Linked DNA regions of Dromaius novaehollandiae: region 1 is linked to region 2. The links are chromatin contacts, called in public Hi-C maps. All regions are on one chromosome and are shown on one strand. The core of a region is the stretch at or near the end of the contact, and the rest is flanking DNA. Distances in the headings are between cores, read along the strand shown. Region 1 has its middle 4.7 kb from the start of SLC16A12. Region 2 overlaps IFIT5 (interferon induced protein with tetratricopeptide repeats 5).

The links. Hi-C and Micro-C count contacts between places; a contact is called where the count stands out from the background.
Region 1: a Hi-C map of ovary shows a contact between it and region 2, with 2.6 times the contacts expected there. The contact joins two enhancer-like sites. A contact is called at or near these places in 3 of 4 Hi-C or Micro-C datasets (brain, liver and ovary).

The regions. Positions count from the first base shown.
Region 1 is chr6:28,829,587-28,836,023 of bDroNov1.hap1, forward strand. No RefSeq gene overlaps it. Among named protein-coding and RNA genes, the nearest start is that of SLC16A12, 4.7 kb to the left of the region's middle. Within about 2 kb of position 2,200, at least 1 of the 2 cell types and tissues checked has open chromatin away from gene starts, as enhancers often do.
Region 2 is chr6:28,785,556-28,791,696 of bDroNov1.hap1, forward strand. IFIT5 (interferon induced protein with tetratricopeptide repeats 5) reads left to right here. Exons shown (of 2, transcript XM_026094152.2): 2 at 1,745-5,110. The coding sequence ends at 3,179. SLC16A12 (solute carrier family 16 member 12) reads right to left here. Exons shown (of 7, transcript XM_064514015.1): 7 at 5,334-6,141. Among named protein-coding and RNA genes, the nearest start is that of IFIT5, 3.6 kb to the left of the region's middle. Within about 2 kb of position 4,251, at least 1 of the 2 cell types and tissues checked has open chromatin away from gene starts, as enhancers often do.

The DNA of each region.
Region 1 (6,437 bases), core at 950-3,449, 42 kb after region 2:
CATGTTTTGTACATTTGTGACAGGTTTCCTTGAGTCACTGCTAGAACAGATTTTTCTCATACAAATTGCAACTGCAGACATCTGATAAATGATCTGTTTCACTGCTTCATCTAGCAGTTTGACAACCACCACAGAAAATAATTCACTTGTAGTGACCTTCTCGGTTGCTGGACTATGCTTGTTACTTCTCTGGAACTGCTGTCATCAAGACATCAAAGGAATACATTCCCTCACCTGGAGTGCCTGACCAGGTTAAGACAACACATCTGGGAGGGGTGTTTTGTTTTGGTCTCTATGCAAACATGAGCAAGAATAAAACCTTTACAGTGTCTAATTCTTTTTGGTTTGGAAAATGCAGAAAAAGTGTAAAACCAGAATGTGATGGGTGAAGTGAGTGCTTTTATAGTTTGGAGGACAGTTATGTGCCATGGTACAATGTATGAACAACCTTTCTCTGCATGTGTGTGCTTTAAGTAAGTGCATACTTAAAATTATTTGTGATAAACTGAAAACCACACTACCCTCCTTCCTCTCCCTTCTTCCTCCACCCCCCTAATAAAAACAGCCAACATTACAGGGATATATTGTAACTGCATGCTCATAACATTTTCAAATCTGGTCACTAACTTTTGGATCTCCAGCCTTTGATATTTTATAGTGAATGGGACTCATAGCCTGACATCTCTGAAAATTCAGCCAAAGACATCACAGGTTGGACAAACTGTAATCCGCATAGTTTCCTCAGTTTCCCATTTGCAGCTACAACCCTCATCTTGAATACCCCAAGGCGAGTAGTTGAGGTGCTCACCTGCTAGTGAGCAGAGCCTCCTTTAGATGAGGTCCAAGCTGTGTTGGTCACCTACCTACCGGACTTCCGGAAGATCATAAAACAGTGATGAATTCCTCAAAATACGTTGCTCTATTAGTCACATATGCAATCTGTTTTAGGAAAAAAGGGTATGTAATAGCTATTTCACAGCCTTCCCTCTTTTTGCAATAGAAATTCCTGGAAAGTAAGAACCATTGTATGGGGTCAGACGAAAAAATTAAGAACAGCCTTGTTTCTAAGGATGCCAAGGACTACACGCAGCTACATCTTGCAGTCTATTTTGCCTAAACGTCTGCATCACCTTCCTGAACTTTGGGAAAGGCTGGCAGAAATATCCTCTATTTCTTGATATAAACTAAATATAGACAGATTAATGTTTAGTATTATTTGAACAAGAGGATGATCTATCTCCTTTTAGTGATTACAAGCTTCCCCACTTCAAAGCTAGGAGTGAGAAAGCCCAGAAGTTATCCTTCATTTTTTCTTTCACTTTTCTTCAATAACAAAAGAACAGAAAGACAAACCCTTAGTCCTGCCTACACATGGAAGGCCCACAAGGTATGAAATCAAGTTATGTTGCACAATGTTAGACTATTTTGTTATCATGAAACAGGACTGTCATTTTTAACAACCTGTTGCCTTGCTGCTGTTTATCTGTGGTCTCTGGTCTGGTGTAGCATTGAAATCCTTTAAATGGAACAGCCTATCTATAGAACTAACACCATGGCATTTCTCTTTACAGTAGGCATGTTTGACATCCAGCTACACAAATCATTATCAAAAACATTTTCTAACACTGGTTTTCCCAGTGTAAACTGGGCCTTATTCACATAAGTAAGAGTTTACAGAAACAAGCACAAATCCCAGAGAGGAGGCACCCCAAATTCACTCTTCCACTGCGCTTGCACTTTTAGGTCTGAGTACATGCAGTAAGCTTTTGGATGCTTATTAATGCACAGATTTACCAAAGATCAGCACTCCAGCTAGTCAGAAATTTCCAGTGCAATAGTTTTTCACTAGAAAACAGATTCACTAAAACAAATGTTCTATGGAAATACGGTTCTGACAAACATTTGGCAGTACAAAGGCAAGAGATTTAGGAAATCTTGTCTGTCAAATAACTTTCCTTTGGCGGCCTGCTAGGCTTCCTGCTAGCTTGCTTTTTTGGTGGAAAAAGGGAAACTTCAAAATGTCTGAATTTCATTTCAGATCAGAAGGAAGCCTTAATTGGATGCTGGAATTTTTCACAACATGGGAATAATAAATATGAATTAATTGTACTTGGAAGCAAGCCTTCGCAGAGCCATTCAAGTCTCTGCCTTCCATACCCACTTGACTGCGGACTAGAGGCGCAGGCTATTTCGATCTATGCAGAAATCTGACACCAGAAATAGCCATAGTGTTGCTCAAGTCTGAAGAGAGCTAAGCATTTCCATGGCTCTACAAATTTTCACGGTATTTTATTTCTGTTCTCCCACTGGATGACAAACACGGCTTGCCATGCCCTTCAGCAGCGATGGTGTTAGCAGCTTACCCTGCACGTCACAACAGTAAGGATGCAACACCAGACTCCCCCTCACTTGTACCAACACTCAGAGAAAAGCACAGCGAGGTCTGCCCCTTTGAACAGTTTGCACAAACAGGGCTGAGGGGGGGAACAAAGCCTGAAGGCAGTGCAGGTCTGCTTCATCCCACTCCCCAAACCTGGCCGCAACACCAAACGGAGGGAGATGGTGAGCCACCACCCCTTCTCCACACCTCTACATGGCAGAAAACCTGTCACCTGGGGGGAATGGGCTGTACCTCAGACTAAACTACAGTCGGCATTCGCTGACTGCTGCGGCTTTCGAGGAGAGCTCTTCACAGTTCACTGGATATGCTGTTGCTGCAGACTTTCGTTCCAGCTCACCTGCAAAACGTACAGCTTAGCAGCTAGCAATAATTTCAATTCAGTTTTTACTACTTAATTCCTGTATTTGCTGTGTTCGCAGGCTGGGGAGGAGTTTCTTTGCTTTAAAGTTTAATATATTCCTTTATATAAAATATGCCCATTGATAATATCTCGAGCAAACATTTACAAAGCTACCAAACTCAGAAAATACATTCATTCCAACTAAAGGGCAAATTACAAGCATCAGAGATTTCTGTTTTACTTGGAGATGTATCAGGTTAGTGCCGGGGCACTTACGTAACACTAAACCTTACACCGCATGTGTGTGGCGGGGGTGTGTGTGTGTGTGTGTGTGTGTGTAAGTTTTTTTCTGTTTTTTTTTTTTTTTTCTCCTTTCTTGGATTTGAGCATGTGTGGACAGAGTGCTAAAGCAGAGCCAGCTAAATGTACAAAGACTCCCTGCTAAATATCCTGTGGCAGGATATTTAGGTGAATCTTGTGATGCTGACTCTCCATGGCCTTGCATTTCAGCAGTGGCTACGTGGCTGCCAAGCTGGACAGGCTGCCACCGCTCTAAGGGAACAAGTTGCATTTCCCTGCTGCCACACTGGAGCCACTAAGCAAGGTGCCTCATGGTTTTCCAGCAAATTCGTTTTAACGTGTAAATTCAGCAGCCACTTGAAATAAGATAGAAGTGGATTTCTGAGACTGATTTCTATAGGAAAGAGAAGAAAATGGGAATTTTTCATCCAGAAAAGAGCACAGTCACCCAAGTCCCGAGTGGCTTGTGTCTATGCACACCTTCACAGGATACACTTACCCCAGTTTCTAATAGCGATGGAATAAAGAAGGGTTCACTGCTGCTCTCTTTTTTTAAGCCTCCTGATTTAATTGGAAAGGAACTGGGCAGGAACTGAACTGGTGGGTGGCAATGCCACCTCGTGGGAAGAATGGCATCGAGGAATCGACTCTCCTTTGTGCCACTGATACTGTTTGGCAGGGGAAGGTTTGAGGCACCACTTCTATCCATGTAGGCCCAGAGCTAGCAGGTCAGCACAAAAAGAAAAAAAAAGTTTACCAGACTTTCCTACTGTAAAAATACACAGATAGAGTACAAGGCTTGCTGATTCTGCAGTGGACGTGCAAAACATGAGACCTCAATCTCAAGCAGATGCATCCAAATGCATGAGTGCTTTCACGCAGGCCTGGGTAAAAACATCCTTCACTATTCTTGGGTGATAAATACACATCTATGTGCAGCCTTGAAGCCTAATCTTGTCTGCTCAAGAACACAAAGTTTAAAACACTAGAGATATGGAATGGTAGTAACTGTATCAGCTGCTGTAAGACTAATGCTGCTAATTGTAAGACTAGTAACAGAAACTTATTTCCTCATTGATAGATTTCTGATTCAAGCTTTACACTTGAATCAGAAGGGGCTTGTTCATTCTAAAGAGCACTTCTCTGATGTTTGTGTATTCAGTCTTTTTCTTGTGGCCAGATGTTCCCAACACTAAGTTGCCTATCATACATGATAATCTTCCTAGCAGGATAAGTGAAAAGGTCAGGAACCAAAAGGGAACAGATTCTAAATTACCTTCTTTCCTCAAACAGGCCAGCCAGGCAAATAGGCTAGGATAAGAAAAGCTTATTCTTTTCTCACTTACATGAATAAAGAGATTTCAATCTCCAAGATCAAAGAGCCCCATATTTAGGAAAGTAAGACTTGTATACTGTCTTCATGCAAGTGGCCATCAGACTATACAGAGTGATATTCAGTATCAGCTCTCTTGCTCCTAAGCTGATAAAGGTACTTATAATTCCAGGGTTGGTATCTGAGAACTTCATAGTAGTGTGCATAGAATGAAACTATAAAAAACATTTTTACCATAACACTGTGAAGCAAATGTCCATGGGAGTCTGACAAAGAGGATCTTGAAACACTTTCCATGTTGTATTAGGCAGGTTAAAAAAATCAAGCTCTTAGAGAGAAAAAGAAAAATCAGAAACTGAAAAAAGTCTTCCTAGCAAAAAGCTAAGCTGACCTTGATGCTTGTTTCCATGAATGAAAGTTGAATTAATTTTCAGAGGTGAATGCCTCTTTTCTGCAGCTTCACCTTTTCGGATGCAATTTCTAAGCAAGGGAAGAGAGGGGGGGAAAAAAAAAAAGAAAATAATTTTGAGAAGGATCAGCTCCTGAATATTTTTGGGCCTACCGGTAAATGAAAAAGAGCAGCTGTAGTGTGGGACAGGTTATGGGCCACAGTCTGCAGCCTTCACCAGGAAGCAGCCTTGGCTTCCCTTGTACAATTCTTCCCTCTTCAGAGAGGGGGCAAACCAGTCACGCATAGAGCACTGCCACACTGCGCAGGCAAATCTGCTGGAGAGACGACTTCAAACCTCCTATATTTGAAGAGAAAAAGAGATAACTTACTTTCTAAGCTGAGAAAGAAGCAACTCTAAAACACTAGGAAATTTGGGAAAGGGTTTTTGGTTTATTTCATAAATATTTCTGGATTTTTCTGTGCACAGCTTTTGTAGCCAAGTGCAATATGCTGAATGCTAGCTGGGTAACAGCATGATTATGTCCTAAGAACAGTATGTATTTGTTTACTTAGTCAAATAACAGTAGGGGTGAGGATGCTCAAAAAACAAAACAGTTCTACTAAAAGGAATTAAAATTTCTTTTAAGTAGATTCAGCTACTTTTCACGATTCATTTAGCCAGCCAGCTTTGATAATGAAAAACTCATATTCTTTTAGTTGTTTGAATTAATATACATTATTTTTTAAAGACAAATAATTTTCAAATACAAAAGAGCATTCTTAATTTTCAAATCAATTCTAAAGATTCCTTACTTATTTCAATCTCCCAGCAAAGCCTAAACAACTTTCTCATCTGAAGAAAGGACTTTCTCACAGCTCCAGCTGCCCTTCCCACACTATACTACTACATTTTGCAAAACAGATATTCACAGACCACATTTGACTATGCTGCCTCAATAACACACTGGACCAGAGACAGGCAGACAATCAGGATAGGATGGGGCAATGCCGGTGGGAAGAGAGAGGGGACAGATTCAGCAGAATAGATGCTACAGTTACCTCAATGCAGTATTACTTTTTTATGATTTAGTGCTTTATACAAGAATATTTCAATTGCAATCTCCCAACTGATGCAGCTCTTACAAAAGCTTGTAGACAAGAATATTTTGATCTCCACATTTTTCTTACTGGCTTGAGGCGTTAGCTTCCACATCCTTCCTGGCACACACATGCCTATTTCTTACCCAGCCTAACACTTGCATTGTGAGCTCCTGCAAGCCAAGACTAGTTTTCTGTTTTTGTGCAGTGACTAACAGTATGTATGTAAAAAAGCAAGTCACAACATACCAGTAGCCATACCATCCTGTTGCTTGAAGCACTGTCGTCTCTGTTGCAACAGTCTCGCGCATTATCAAGCAAGTGATTGCCTTTGGTGAGGCTCTCTGCCTTCCTCTAAGCCTTGTTGCTTGAAGCTTTCAGTGCAGCAAAGAGATTACGGTTCTCCCTCTCAGAGGAAAGTTCCTCTCACTCAGGAATTTAAACCAAAAGCATGTAACACTTAAAGTAGTTCTTGCATCTTCTGTGAGCAAGTGGTAATGCAGTTAGCTGAGGCTGCATCCATCAGCCATGGGCACGAATGGGGATTTCGGATAAACTCAGCTTCTCACACGCA
Region 2 (6,141 bases), core at 3,001-5,500:
TGAAGACTGTCACACACATACTCAAATTCAGCAAAGCCTAGATGTTTATGACAATTTTGAAAATATCAGCACTTAGAAATTTTATGTTGAACTAAGCTAAATTGCATTTAATCTGCATCACAAATCTGTTTTCATGATTTATTCATGAATATTAATTTTTCATGAACATCTTTTCATTAATTACTCTCCACTGTTGTTTTCACCCATCGGTTTTTATGGTTCTCAGCTGAGGCAACAAAAAGCAACAGAAAGTGCAAAATCACATATTTAATTTTAGTATAAGAATCGAATGAGACTGTATACATGCTCCAAGCTCTTCCTGGAATATTTTGCTGAACTGGGATACAATAGCTCTAATTCTGTAGCATTCACTTGTAGCCAAAGGTTCTAGCTGGTACAAGGCAGTGCTAATAGCAAGAACCTAACCCCACTTCCCTTTCATCCTGGTAGAAATGTAATTTCCTCACACAGAGTTTTCTAGTTAAGCATTGTTGCTAATACCAATCAAAAACATCGGTTAGACAGAGGAGATTATTTCTAAACAGCAAATAGTTAATGATGTGAGCTTTTGAAAATTATGATGTGTAAATATGGCTTTAGAAGCCTACAATTAGGCAATTACTTCTTGAAATCTTAGCCACAACTTAAAGCTCTTCTGCATCACACTCTGCCCCACTCTTTGGCCTGGTGCTCTCCTGATCTGCAAGAGTGGATGAAGCAAGGATGTTGCCACACAGCACATGTAGAGGAAGCTAAAACTTGACCAAATTTGTGCTTGTTTATGAAGGCAGTGATGGCAGAGAGCTTTGGTGCTGACACCTTAGCTTTTCTGCAACTACAGTGGTCACACTGTCTTTCCATATTCTGAGGTTATGGTTCACGAAGCCAGCAGAGACGTGGCTCTGTCCAAACACTGGAGCAGCTCCTACATGCGGATGTCATTGATGCAGGATATGACTGTTCTCAAATCAAAGGCACACAAGAAACACACCTCTGAATAAAAAGCAAGTAGGTGGAAGCACACAAGGTTGGTTTGACATGGCATGATTCTAGGGCAGATTTTGGGCTCTAACGCCCACATGTGTGCTTACAATATACAGAAAATGAGTAGTAAAATGCAAGAAAATCTCTTTCTAGGGTGTAATAAGTGAGTAAAAACAAAAAAAAGGAATAGAAACAAGCATATTATTAAAAAGCCTTTACAGGAAGCAATAATATTCGCAGATAGAAGCTATAGGAAACAAATATCAGTTCATCGGTATCATCAGAACATAAAAATGGTGCTATGATCCAACAAGCAAGCATTTGCAAATTCAGGATATTCAAAGTAAATTTTATAATACAAACTTTAAAATGTACAGAGATACAGGAAAGGCACTAAATTACTTCCTCCAATTTTGGGAGGGAGCTTTTATTTGATTACCTCTTTTGGGTAGGCTTCCGTGAATATTTTAAGGGCAGAAATATATTCCTGCGGCCCTAAGGTGTGCCAGCTGTACAGTAGAGATTGACCCTCTGCTATGACATCCAGACATCCAGGATCTTTTGCAGTTACACTGGCTAGAACTATTCAGCTCCTTAGAATGATGGCTTTCCACAACTTTGGCTTACTTAATGTATTGTTGTCTAGTGGTAACAACTGCTTTTTTATTGCCTGCTTTTGAAGTATGTCATGCCTGTTCTAAAAACAACAGTAGCAAAAAGCAGATCTGATATAAGTAAGTTCTTCTGTGATTTCTTCTAGTATCATTTCCAAGAATGACTTCAAGAGCACTCTGCTGCAACTAGAATGTCATTTTACATGGATTTTGCTGAAGGAGGATGTGGATCTAGATAACATAGAGGACAAGACAGGCTATCAGATTGAGTATCAGTGCATACAATCCAATGTTGCAAGTTACAATATGCTATCGTATGTGTGTTACCTAAAGCATTTACATGAGGATGCCCTGCAAAATCTACAAAAAGCTGAAGAAGAAATTGAAAAAAATCATCCAAATGAAACAGACAGGAGAAGTCTTGTTACCTGGGGGAACTATGCCTGGATTTATTACCACATGAACAGATACAAAGAAGTTCAAGCCTATTTAAGCAAAGTGGAAGATACCTGCAGAAAGCTTTCAAGTACTGCTCGCTATAAGATTCAGCTTCCAGAGATCTATGCTGAGAAAGGGTGGGCATTATTAAAGTTTGGGAGAACGTACTATGGCAGAGCAAAGGAGTGTTTTGAAAATGCTCTGAAGAATGAACCCGACAACCCAGAATTTACTGCCGGCCATGCAATAGCAACGTATCGTGTGGAAAGTATGACTCTGGGAAGCGGCGAAAATGAAAGCTCATCCCTGGAACCCCTGAGGCGTGCAGTGGAACTGAATCCAAATGATACTTCTGTTGTGGCATTACTTGCGTTAAAACTTCAGGATTTAAATCTAGTTGAGGAAGGGGAGAGATACATTGAAGCAGCAATGGAAAAAACCCCTGATCTTCCTTATTTTCTACGATATGCTGCTAAATTTTATCGAAGGAAAGGACAATTGGATAAGTCACTGGAGTTGCTGAAAAAAGGCCTAGCAGTGACACCAACATGTAGCTTTTTGCATCACCAGATAGGACTCTGCTACAGAGCAAAACTGTTTCGACTGAAAAAGCCTACAAAGTATGCCCCCAGAGAACAAGTGGAAGAACTCATTCGACTTAGCATTTTTCATTTTCAAAGAGCAATTCAGCAAAAGTCAACATTTTTTTCTGCCTACAATGACCTAGCAATGATGTATGCAGAAGGAAATAAGTATCGAGAAGCAGAACAGACATTTCAGAAAGTGTTTCAAATGACGAATCTACACAGTGCAGATAAACAAGAGCTCTACTACTATTATGGACGCTTTCAGCATTTTCATAGGAAATCAGAATCTGAAGCTCTTAAATATTACACAGAAGGGCTGAAAATTGAGACTGATTCTGCCGGGAGAATTAAGTGCAAAATTGCTCTGAAGAAATTGTTGGAACAGAAAATTCAAGAACGTTCAGCAGATGCAGCAACTTTTAGCACACTTGGACTCATCCATCGACTAAACAATGAGAAACAGCAGGCAATTGAGTGCTATGAGAAAGCCCTGAAATTGGATCCTGAAAATGAAGAACATTGGAGTGCATTATGCGAGCTACGACGTTCATCTTAATCTAAAGCTCCCAAGAATTCTCTCTCACAACCCCCCCAACCCCCTCCAAAAAAGTTTCAACAGACTCTCAGAACTATTTTTTTTAAGGTTGAAATTATAACCAGATGAAAGACATGGTAGCATCACCTTCTGGCGATAACGTAGAAATTGAAAGCGTTGATTCTTCATTTGCCAACTAAGAGTATGCTTGCTAACATTCAAGAGCTCTGAGTGCTCTTCAATAGTAACATTTCTATAAAGGCTGTATTTGAGTTGTGATCTCAAGGACACAGGACTTCTAAGTTAGAAATCGTATCTTCCACTGAGAAAAAGGGAATGGTAATATTGTAACATTCAATCTATCCCCCACCAGGGTAGATATTTAATTTACCACCCACCAGGTTTCCTCTTGCAAAGGTGGCCCTGCCTAGGGAAAGACAGGAGAGGGAGAAGAACAGGACAGACTGGAAGCAGGACTGACATGCCAATCCTGAAAGTTGGCAAGAACAAAACTGGGGTTGAACTCAGGAACTGGCGATTCCCTATCACGTTGTACTGCCTATGTGGGCAAAACAGTACATTAGGTGACCCCACTGCCTTTATCAATCTTGAGGTGTCTAATATCCATGCTGTTTCCCTCTAAACCCTTCTGAGGGCAGCAGGGAGGAATTCAAGATTGCATTTGCACATCCCTGCTCCCCTCCACAGCCTGCTACCAGAGCCCATCCTGCCCCTTTCCTGGAAAATAAGCCTTGCAGAAATAAAGAGAAGCAATAAAATATTCCAAGGAGAAAAATGTGAGCCTGAAATTTTCATGAGTCAGAGGTTGTCTCCACCACAATGAAGTGAGTCACAGTGAGACCCCACAATTCAAGATCTCTTATTTATCGTGCCTTGCCTTGTTTTGGCTCTGGAGGATTGCGATGGACTGTGGTATACTACCCTGGGATGCTCTGTGCAAACATTGTTTTCCAGACCATGTTTAATATCTCGAAAATGCAAAGAACTTCGTTCCCACAGGGTGGTGCTGCTGCATTGCCGGCATGGTCACCCAGGAAAAAGCCTGAGCCGGAGCTTTTGGTAGCAGACAAAATGAAAAGCAACATACAGTGTCCAGTGCAACTGCCAAAACAGAACGACGCAGGGGCTGAACGCATCTCATTTGCACGAAGTGCGAACACCTCCATGGAATCTGCGCTTTTGGTGCAGGAAGAAGAAAGGAGTGAAGACAACCCTGCACAGAGTACTCAGTTATGAACCAAAATACCAAATTACAACACAGCAGAGTTGTCCAAAGACTTACAAATATATCCATTTTAAAAACCAATTAAAGATCATATTATGCACTTACTTACACTGAATTTATTTTCACTGCGTGGAGAAGAGTATTATTCCAAGCAGGATCTGCCTGAGGTAGGATCCACGTGTTTCTGTCTTGGACAGATGCTACCCAAGCCAGGTTAGACCACGCTGTCCCTGGAAGCTATATAGGCTCAGCAGGGCAGTGCTGCAGCCAAGCTGAAGTTCACCAGGGCCCAGCAGGGCTAGCAGGAACGGGCAGTATTATCCTGGCTATTTATTCACAACTGGCTTAGGTATCTCTGCCTACAACTGCACTGTGCCACGCCAGCATATCCTGTATGGAGAACAGCTTGAATATTGTTGCTGCATAGTTCTGTTTCCAAGCAAACATTTTCTGCTGAATTAGTTCTTTAAAACAAGAATTAATCCTAAGTGCAACATACGAATGGAAATGCCTACAAAAAATACCTTGAAATAAATAAAAATTTATCTGAAAACACTAATCATTTGTTACACAGTACTACTTAATAGGGTATAAATGTATATATTATTATTCCAAAATTCTTTCATAATATGTAATTTTGGCATGAATAACTGCTGACATGTCATGAGGTTGAAAAAAAGTAATTAAAATTTTGTTAACAACAGCAGTGACATAACTTACTGAAATAGCGTATCTTCTTTATAGACCAAACGACTCCCTATTTCTTGGTATGAAACTTTTGCAGTTAGATCTAAAAATGACATTTTCATCACTACTAATTAGCAGAACTGCCTTTAATTGTTTTTAATGTGCATATTGTTCCTAACTCATTACAGAATATTTATGGAGAATTTTTTTACTTTTTTAATGAATGTATCTTACAACCAAACTTAAGGCCCCTTGATATATTTTCATGTACTGTCACGAGAGTCACAATCAGATTACATCCCACGATCACACAAACAAAAAATTAAATCAACAACTGAAATTGCCTTTTATTTTTTCTTAGGATACAAAATTCTCACCAGTCCTGACTCAGGCTAATGGTCCTTCCTCACAGGCACAGACCAGTAAAGATAGCACCTTCCCTCTGCTCCTGTTCTCACAAAAAGATGGCTGCATAAACCTAGAAGAGTGACTGCAGATTATTTTAGCCAGAAAAACAGTCACAAACCAAAAGAAAAATATGGTTCAGACACAAGTCAAACTTGCAATAACATGTTATGAATTTTGTTTTCTTTCGGGGGTAGTTTATGGGAAATAATCATTAGGAAACAGAGGTTGGTGGAAAGACAAAAGACACGAGTTCAGTCTGGAGAACGAAAACTTTTCCAGATTCTTTGGCATGCAGGTGTTTTGGACTTCTGCTTTCAAAAATAGCTCTTCTAGGCTAAGTTAACCAGCTCTGTTATATTTACAATCAGAATCTTGCCTGAAGAATGATATTGCAATATTCCAAATTCAGACTGGAATATTTCTAGTATTTGGCTTTGAATATTAGTTCAGATTCAAGATACGATTTTTCTGGTGCAAATACTCATTTCTATTTGTTACCTGTATGTCTGCATCAAACTTAGAAGCCCTCTCACCTTCACTGTGACCAATTTAAAAGCATGTTAGGAAGAAATGAAGGAGTCCTAAAGCTGCACTTCTGAAAAATACACAAACCAGATGAAAATAAGTCAAAGCCATGGGCCA